3 separate regions of the Mus musculus genome follow, and all the other regions are linked to region 2. The links are chromatin contacts, called in public HiCAR-type and HiChIP or PLAC-seq maps. All regions are on one chromosome and are shown on one strand. The core of a region is the stretch at or near the end of the contact, and the rest is flanking DNA. Distances in the headings are between cores, read along the strand shown.

Region 1 (2,988 bases), core at 364-2,863, 1.1 Mb after region 2:
TAAGACCTCTTAAGATTTGAGCTATCCCTGTAGTCGCTTGTGTTGATTTTACTACCCTAGTCTTTCCTGGGACTTGCTCTATTTTCCAGGTTAGCTTTGAACTCCCTATGTAGCCCAGGGTGGCCACAGACTGTCCAAGGTCACTCAGTCTTCTGTGATGAGTTAGGGGTGTGGAGATGCACTGCCAAGCCCATTCTGCACTGGATCTTAGCCAGAGGGCAGAGAATGGACCATCCCAGTTCTGTTTCCGTTATAACAACAGAGGAAATCACAAGCCATCAACTTCTGCAGGCTGACCAGTTAAGGGGGAGGAGTCAGGATTCAGGAAGGATATTGGCGCCAAAAGAGTATCCAGGAAGCTCAGACCATGGCTTGAGGACTTGGCTGATGCTACGGACTGATGGAGGAAGTTGGCTTGGGGAAGTCCTTTACAGAACGTCTGTCAGCAGCAGGCTTGATTTGGGTTCCTGATGCATCACACCAGTCCTGAATTGCCTTTGCTTGTTTTTCATTTATTTTAAAAGTCTGTCTGTCTGTCTTGTCAACACTGTGTACACCAGTGTTGGCCTTGAACTCACAAAGATCCTCTTGCCTCTGTCTCTAGAGAGATGATGAGGTTAAAGGCATGAATCTTTGTCTTTTTAAATTGTTGTTTCTTTTTGATATATGACTTGATGTAGCCTAGGCTGGACTCATATTTGTTAGGTAGTGGAGGTTGACTGTGAATGGAAGCACCTGGCTGGGCTTAGTTGTTTACTCCAGAGACAGAAGGCTCACTCTTGAGGGGAGCCAGCTGGTCCTTCTTGGGGTGAACAGCATTTCAAATACTTAACATGGAATGGCCAAAAAAGAAGTAAGATTGGACTGGGTGGTGGTGGAGCACACCTTTGAATTCAGCACTCAGGAGGCAGAAGCAGGCAGATCTCTGTGAATTTGAGGCCAGCCTGATCTAGAGAGCAAGTTCCGAGACAGCCAGGGCTACACAGAAAGACCCTGTTTCGAAAAACAAATAAACCAAGATGCAAGTTTGGGGTGAAAATGTTCCAGGTCTGAGTGGGAGCCACATAAGCAGTCTCCATCACACATAGCCCTAGTGAATCCCAAGCTGTCTACTGTCCCAACGTGTGGGAAGCTGTGGAGGCAGGAAGATCACAGTCCCAGGGTCATCTAGAGACAACCTGACTTGGTGTCAGATAGGCTTGGTGACTTTACCCCTCCAAAATGTCCTTTCTTCCAAAATGACCCGGCCCAGCACACACACCTAGCAAGCAGCTACACATCCCCAAGCTCTCTTCTGTCCAGGTTCTAACTCAGGAAGCTCGCAGGACCTAGCCGACTCTGGTTCTGTGCAGAACCCCTGTGATGGAATGAGTTTTCGGGGGACAGAGATTCTAAGCGTTGCTTAGCGGGAGAATGAATGAGGGAATGAATGAAAAATGAATGGATGAAATTTGGGAGGGATAACGGTATCTTAGTACACAGCCAGTCTCAGTCCTCTTCGGGCTCCCAAAGCCTAGCGGGCATTGACAGAGGGGTGGAGAGGAGGGGGCGCTTCCGGCCGGGGTCTCCGGTGCTTCCGGTAAGCTCCCTGAAGGGGCGTGGCCAGCGGGGCGGGGCGCTCAGAGCGTCGGGGCGGTGCGAAGATGGCGGCAGTGATGGCGGCGCCGGAGGCTGTGGAGGCGCCCAGCTCCCTACTGTTGCTGGTGGTGGGTGGCGAGTGTGGCTGCCCCGGGCTGCTGGCCTACGTCATGGAGGAGTTGGAACGAGGTCGGGTCCGTGGGGACTTGGGGCGGTGGCAGCGGGGCGGGGCGGGGCGTCCGGGGCTGGGGGTTCCGGCGCGCGGCGGGCCGGGGTCCGGGTGGGGTGCGGGGTCCCTGGACGCAACGTTCCGGGCGTGGCCTACGATCCAGACGGGCATAGGGTTGCGCACGTGCCTAGCGGCGGCCTGGACAAAACTCTGCCACACGGGTTACTGGGTCTGGGTGGGGCGCGGCAGGCTGGGATCCGCGTGGGGCACGTTAGATGTGGCGTCACATTCCGGGGATACAGGGTTCGGGGAGCGGCCTGCGGCCGGGTGGGCGCTGCGTCCCCGACTTCGGGGTTCTGGCGGTGTGCGGCCTCACTCCCACGGCCCCTCCCTTCGCCTGGCTGGCAAGTTCCCCCGGCGCCCGGGGGCCTGCTTTCCGGGGGTGCTAATTGGTGCGTGGGTGGCGCGGCCGCCCCGGGGATGCTTGGCACGAGGGGAGCTGACTCAGGCGCACCTGCCACACTGGGGCATCGAGCGCAGCAGCATCCTCTGCAATGGGGTAGCGAATGCGATGCCTATGCCTGTTACCCCTGCAGTCGTGAGCTGAGGCCAGAGGAGCACTGCAAGTTCCAGGCCAGTCTGGGCTACAAGACAACCTATTCAAAATAAGTGCTGGGATTCAGTCGATAGATCTAAAGTTGCCTGGAGTGCTTGATCATGGGCTTCATCCCCAGCATTCTTCACTTGTCATCTCAGCACCTTTGAGATGCACATCAGATAAAGGGCTTGTCCTTAACTTCATAGAGCAGTTGTATTCAGCATGGACTACGTGAGACCATGTCTCAAAAAAAAATCAAATCCCCAGAACAATGTAGAATGCCCATCGAGGTGCATGGTCCTTGGGCCTAAGTGGGACAGCCTCAGCATACAGGCTGGGCTGAACGACAGGCAGTGTCCCTTGTCTTCTGAGAAGTGCTGATGTGCTGGGGAAGAGGACTCAAAGCAAGCAAGACTTCCATGGTGTCAGGGTACTTGAGGATGCTGAAGGCCTAGAGCAGGAGTTGCCTAGAGCAGGAGTTCTCAGCCGGTGATTCATGACCCTTCTGGAGAGGGGCTGCATATCAGATATTTACAGTTTGTAACTAGTAAAATTAGTTATCAAGGAGCAACAAAAATAACTTTATGAGGCTGGAGAGGTGGCTCAGTGATTAAGAGCAAACTTTTTCCAGAGAACCTGAATG
Region 2 (3,113 bases), core at 63-2,562:
TGTGAGCCACCATGTGGTTGCTGGGATTTGAACTCTGGACCTTCAGAAGAGCAGTCGGGTGCTCTTACCCACTGAGCCATCTCACCAGCCCAGAAGAATTCTGAGGAGTCATAGAGTGGAGGACCCTGAGGGCTGCTGGGAGAACCCCAGGGCGGGGGGTGGGAGGGACTGTGAAAAGGACCAGAAATTTTGCGGAGCCTGGGACTCAGGTGTGAGAGGCCTTGAGGAAGAGGCAGGACTGGGGAGTGGGAATTCTGAGGAGCTGTGGGGAGCTATGAGGAGGAAGACCCACAGTTCTGAGGAAGTAGCCAGGGCAGTGAGGAGAGGGGAAGGCACTCTCAGTTACCAGTGAATTTGATATCAGTTTGAACTATATGAGGCACTGACTCAAGACGCTGAAAATTTAGGGTACAGATATAGTTAGGTTGGTAGGGTTTTGTCTGGTATGCTTGCTGCCCTGAATTCCATCCTCTTCACCACACAAACAGGGCCCTGTGGCACACAGCACTCATCCCAGCACTTAGGAGTTAGAGGTAGAAGAAAGTTCGAGATCATGCTCCAATCATAGCAAACTCGGGCAACCTTCATTACATAACAAACTTGAGGACAGCATGGGCAATAAGAGACTCTGTCTCAAGTTATTTTTGAAACAAGGTCTCTCTGTATAGCCCTGGCTGTCTGGAAACTATGTAGCCTAGGCTAGCCTAGAGCTCACAGAGATCCATCTCCCTGGTGTTGGGATTAAAGGCATGTGTCGCCTTGCCCACCCACAAATTTTTGAAATTTTTGAAAAATATGAAGATGGGGAGCAAACAGTGAGGATGCAAGCCTCTGAGGAAGTAAACTCAGATGTGAATGACTGTAAAGAACCCGGGCCCTGTGAAGAAGTGATAACCTAAACAGATCCAGGACTAAAGAGAAGGCAGAGGCACTGGAGTAAGCAAGGGACGAGGGCCTATGATGGGGAAGGTAGCCATAAAGTGCACCAGACTTAAGCAAATGCAGGCGGTAGTCGTTACCATGGCAACCCCAACCATGGGGTTCCTTTCTTACTGGCAGTTGAGAAAGGAAGTTTCTAGCTAGTCGCTGAGGAGGGGGAACAGTGCATGGTGCTGATTGGTGACGGCGCCCACAGGGGGCGTGTCCTGAGGGGTGGGAGGATCAGAAGAGAATTCCTGTTTCCTAGACAACCCTCAACCCTCAGCAGCCGTTGAGAAGCTGTTTGGGGCGCATCGCGAAGGAGAGGGTGATGCACGGCGAAGATAGATGAAAAGGGCGTTTTATTGGCTAGTGGACTTGAAGGAGGCGTGGTCCCTGGGTCTGCGGCGGTTGGCTGCTGCGCAAGCGCGAGAGCCCGGCGGGACCTGTCCCTCTGCGCTCGCTCGGGACTGTAGCCCATGGCCGCCCCTCTGCGTCCCGTGCCGCCACAGCCCGCCCCGCGCCGCCTGCCGACCACAGCTCCACTAGGCCATGACACGAGCGACGTCCTGCAGCAGATCATGGCCATCACCGACCAGAGCCTGGACGAGGCTCAGGCCAGGTGCGGCTCCCGGGCAGGAAGGGAAGGGGCGGAGGCGGGATGAGGATGGGACAGGTGCAGCTGAGCTTGGAGTGATGGACAGGCGGAGTGATCTTGGGCCAGAGGGAATGAAGGATACAAGAATTTGTCCTGGACTAAAGGGTGACTTCGTGAGGAAAGAGGGTATCAGAGTTATGGAGGTAAAAGCCCGGCCCTGGGAACAGGAGACATTGGAAGGGTTAAGTGATCTATTATTGGCGGACGCGTAGGGTTGGGGTAGGGCAAAGACCGCAAGTTTGCAAGTCACACAGTGGAAGAGAAGCTACTGAAGAGCCTGTACTAGAATGATCTGATACAGGATCCGTTGAGAACTTTCAGGAACGGATATGGGGAGCTGGGTGGACATAGAGGGCACCCGTCTTTTTATAGTTTTTATTTTCTCTTTGTGTGTATGTGTGTGTGCTCCCGACATGTGAGTAGAGATCTCCAGTTCTTTGGGAGTGTAGCGAGTACACTAAACCACTAAGCTCTCTCTCCAGTGTACCCACCCCCAACCTGGCAGGAGCTTTTATCACCAGGCTTGCTTCAAACTCATCATTTTTTTTAAAGAGTCAGTTATTTTATGTATATGAGTACACTGTAGCTGTCTTCAGACACACCAGAAGAGGGCATCAGATCCCATTACAGATGACTGTGAGCCACCAAGTGGTTGCTGGGAATTGAACTCAGGATCTCTGGAAGAGCAGTCAGTGCTCTTAACCACTGAGCCCTCTCTCCATCCCTCAAACTTATTAAAAGATAACCTTGGAAGGATCTTTGAGTTCGAGGCCAGCCTAGTCTGCAAAGCGAGTTCCAGGACAGCCAGGGCTACACAGAGAAACCCTGGCTAGAACCATCCAGAGACTCAAACAAACAAACAAACAAACAAAAGATAACCTTGAACTCCTGATCATGCAGTCTTTACCTTCAGAGTGCTGGGGTGAGAGTCATCCGCCACCCACTAACCACATCCCAAGGATTCCTTTTCTTTATATTTATTTGTCTGTTTGTTTGGGAGAGGACCTCATGTTTCCCAGGCTAGCCTGAAACTCTCCATACAACACATACAGTCCAGGATGATCTCCTGCCTCAGCCTCCCTGAGTGCATGTACCAGCACACCCAGCTCGTGTGATGCTCAGGCTGAACACAGGGCTTTGTGCATGCTAGGCCAGCACTCAGGGACCCATTTTAAAGCATTTCTTTCATATATGTGTGTGATGATGTGGCTTTGTGTGTATGTGCACGTGTGCATGCTGGTCCACATCGCGCATGTGTGTATTGAGGTAAGAGGTCACTATCAGCGGTCTTCCTCGATCATGCTCTGGCTTTTGCATTTACATTTATTTATGGACTGAAGCATGTATATGAAGTCTCAGAAGCCCTGAGAAAGTCAGTTCTTCCCTTCCACTCTGGTTCATGAGGTCAAGTTGGGATTTGGGTTATTTCCCTGCCTTGGGTTCCATAGACTTGGAGTGGCTGCAGAATTGCTGCTCCAGAGATGTAGAAGGGGAAGAAGCCAGGAGTCCGTTCTTGCACAGGTCCCCAAAGGCTACC
Region 3 (3,254 bases), core at 293-2,792, 1.6 Mb after region 2:
ATGAACAGGCCAGTCAGTGAGGTGGGGAGCCATAGAAGAAGACAGCACAATGGAAGCCTTAGCTTCATGCCACACAGCGCTAGTTCAGAACCCATGTATGAAAAGTAAAGTTTAAAAGCTGAGTGTCAGGGGGCTGGTGAGATGGCTCAGTGGGTAAGAGCACCCAACTGCTCTTCCGAAGGTCTGGAGTTCAAATCCCAGCAACCACATGGTGGCTCACAACCATCTGTAACAAGATCTGACGCCCTCTTCTGGTGTGTCTGAAGACAGCTACAGTGTACTTACATATAATAAATAAATCTTAAAAAAAAAAAAAAGCTGAGTGTTGCTGGTGTACACCTTTAATCCCAGCACTAGGTGGGGCAGAGGCAGGCAGATCTGTGAAATTGAGGCTAGCCTGGTCTTCAGAGTGCCAGGGCAGCCACAGTACAAGTAAAACCCTGGGTGCATGTGTGTCATTCCAGCACTCAGGAGGAGATAGCTACATCCTAAGGGAATTCCAGATCCAGCCTAGGCTACACAGACCTGTCTTAAAAACATGAAATTAGGAGGCTGGCCAGGTGGCTCAACTATAAAAAGCTCTTATCACCATGCCAGATGACCAGACCTTGATCCTGGACCACACAGGGTGGAAAGGACTCCCAAAAAGTAGCCCTCGTTACATGAAGACTGTTGTGTACACACACACACACACACTCATAATTCTTAAAATGTTATACAACTTTTTCTGAGACAAGGTATGCTGTGCTGGAAGTCTTGCTCTGTAGACCAGGCAGGCCTCAAATTCTGAGATCCATCACTTCTACCTCCTGTGTGTTGGGATTAAAGGAATGTGCCCCTACCCCCACATTTCCTCTCATGTATTTATTTGTTTGTTTGTTTGTTTAAAGACTTGTTTATGCATGCAGCGTTCTACCTACATGTATGCCTGCTGGCCAGAAGAGTGCACCAAACCTCATTATAGATGGTTAGCTGGGAATTGAACTCAGGACCTCTGGAAGAACAACCAGTGCTCTTAACCTTTGAGCCAATTCTCCAGCCCTACATTTTCTTAATAAGTCCATGTTAGCTCTACCTAAAATAACAAAAGCCTTACTTCTGCCATCCCAGGAATTCGGGTGGCTGAGGCAGGAGGATTGCTGCATGTTTAAAGTCAGCCTGTACTATGAGACCTCAAAAAAATGAACTGTAGGTTGAGATCCAGCATAGGAGGCTGTGAGTTGGATGAACTCATTACAATGAGCCTTCCAGGGACATCATAGAAAAGGTGGAGCAGCTCCTAGAAGGAGCAGAGCCCTGCCGCATCGCTGGCGACCTGTGAACTACAACTCCCAGGACGCATCGCGCGGGTCGCCACCCACGTCCGGATCTCAAGTTCTTACTTCCCAAGCCCCGGGCGGGGTTTGATCCTTCAACCGAACTCGACGACGAAGGCGGAGATGCAGAGACCAATTATAACGCGAACGAGCACCGGTCGGCCAATGGGAGCGCGTCGGGCGCGGCCGCCGTGAAGGGCGGGGCCACCACGCGGGCCAATGACGCGCGGTGCTGTCGCCATCGGAGTGAGCTGCGCGGCGGCTGGAAGTGGCTGTGCGGCGGCTACTGGGAAGGAGGCTGCGGCTGCGGCGGCGGCGGCGGCGGCGGCGGTCCGGGTGGCAGAAGACGCGGACGATGGTGAGCGCGGCCATGCGGCCTCCCTTACTGCCCGGCATGGCGCCATGGGGTCCCCCACTGTCTCTGAAGGCTCCCCGCCCTATCCCCCCCCACCAGCCCCGGCCCCGCCCCTCACGCTGACCTGTGACCTATGACCCTTCCCCCGATCCCTCCGAGGGCTGCCCATAGACCCCACTAGAGCTCTTTCTGCGAACCCTGACCCTAGGTATGCTTCCAGGCCCTGACAACTCATTCATTTCCGGGTCGCGACTGTCTCTTGTCTCCCCCTCCCGGAAATCGCTTGCGATGGGGTGGGGTCCCTTGAGACAGCCCCCCTCCCGCTCCGGGCTGTTCCTCGACATGGCTCCTCGGGTTCCGGGCGTTTGAGGTGCGGGTCTTGGTTCATCGTAGGGAGGGGGTTGTCACTGTCACATACAGGGCTTTGTCACTAAAGGAGGTGCGACATCGCGCCAGACCAGGTTCCCACCCCTTTCTCTCATCTCGAGCCCACACTTGTCCTTCTTCTTCCTTTTTGCAAAATGAGGGTGCCCACCCCTTAGGATGGGGTATCCACAGGGGCTAACACAGGCACCTGCCCACAGATGAGCTAAGGGACATTCTTCCCTCGCTGTCCCCCAGTCCTCAAGTGACGTGATTCCTGTAACCAGCTGGGAGTTCAAAACCTGCTCCGGGGTTGAGGCTTCCGTGGTTCTTTGGGATTGGGGTTCCCATCTGTGACCTGAGGCAGTGGCCATCCCTCACAGTTGGGCAATGATGAGTCCAGACCCCATATGCCAGCCCGCACCCTGGAGAATAGGTAGTGAACCCCACAGAAGAGTTTCTAGACAGGGAGAGTTGTGCTTTCCAGAGGCCTGTTCCACTTCCTCCCTACCCTCTCCCATCCCAGCCCTTTGGCCATCTTTAATTTACTTAGAATCAGGTTTTCAAAAAGGACACTTTGTGCGCTTTCTAACATATCAGGCATCCTTGAACCCCCCTGTGGTGAGTCTGTGCCTGGCTTCCTTTCATGGGCAGCACCCTGCTTTGTGACCTCATCCCCACCTGCTTAGCCCTTTCCTAGTGGCCACTTCCTCTGGTTCCCAAGTCCCTTCTGTCCCAGGACCTTTGCATCAGCTGCACCTCTGCCTGTGTGGCTTCCCTTGACCTCAAAGGCCCATGGGGGAGTTTACACCTATGTCTTGAGGCCTTATTAGCTCACAGGAGGAGGTTCTGTCTTCCTTTAGAAATGCAGACAGGTACACACTCATGCCTTAACCTGAGGGATCTCTGCTAGCCTTGCGCTCCCCCAGCCCCCATCTTGTTGCTTCCACCTCCCAAGTACTGGGGTGACAGCTGTGGGGGGCATAAGTAGAACAAGACAGTCTTCTGCATGGCTGCCCCAGACTTGCCTGGACCCCACACTAGCCTAGCTTTTGCTACCAAGCCACACATAACACCCTCTAGGCTAATGGACCCAGGTACCTTGGTTCTGGAGCCCCATGTCTATAGCAGTGCTCTGGCCTGGGGGTGTGGGGAGGGAACTTTGAAACCTGCACCCTGGGTGGTCTGGTGTGTTCCTTTTTTGAGCCAGAGCAGCCGAT

Evidence for each region. HiCAR-type assays count read pairs that join an accessible place to other places. HiChIP or PLAC-seq counts read pairs in DNA pulled down with a chosen protein or histone mark.
Region 1: a HiCAR-type map of astrocytes shows a contact between it and region 2, with 4 times the contacts expected there. The contact joins the promoter of Map1s here to the promoter of Pbx4 in region 2. A contact is called at or near these places in 1 of 39 promoter capture datasets (neutrophils) and 1 of 115 datasets of contacts at active chromatin or transcription factors (astrocytes).
Region 3: a contact with region 2 is called in an H3K27ac HiChIP or PLAC-seq map of microglia, with 6 times the contacts expected there. The contact joins the promoter of Dda1 here to the promoter of Pbx4 in region 2. A contact is called at or near these places in 1 of 39 promoter capture datasets (liver), 1 of 484 Hi-C or Micro-C datasets (B cells), 2 of 115 datasets of contacts at active chromatin or transcription factors (forebrain and microglia) and 1 of 9 other capture datasets (liver).

Annotation. Positions count from the first base shown.
Region 1 is chr8:70,904,361-70,907,348 of GRCm38.p6, forward strand. It overlaps Map1s (microtubule-associated protein 1S), which reads left to right and starts at 1,614. Exons shown (of 7, transcript NM_173013.3): 1 at 1,614-1,767. The coding sequence starts at 1,644.
Region 2 is chr8:69,831,312-69,834,424 of GRCm38.p6, forward strand. Pbx4 (pre B cell leukemia homeobox 4) reads left to right here and starts at 1,313. Exons shown (of 8, transcript NM_001024954.2): 1 at 1,313-1,540. The coding sequence starts at 1,398.
Region 3 is chr8:71,467,652-71,470,905 of GRCm38.p6, forward strand. It overlaps Dda1 (DET1 and DDB1 associated 1), which reads left to right and starts at 1,543. Exons shown (of 5, transcript NM_025600.2): 1 at 1,543-1,674. The coding sequence starts at 1,672.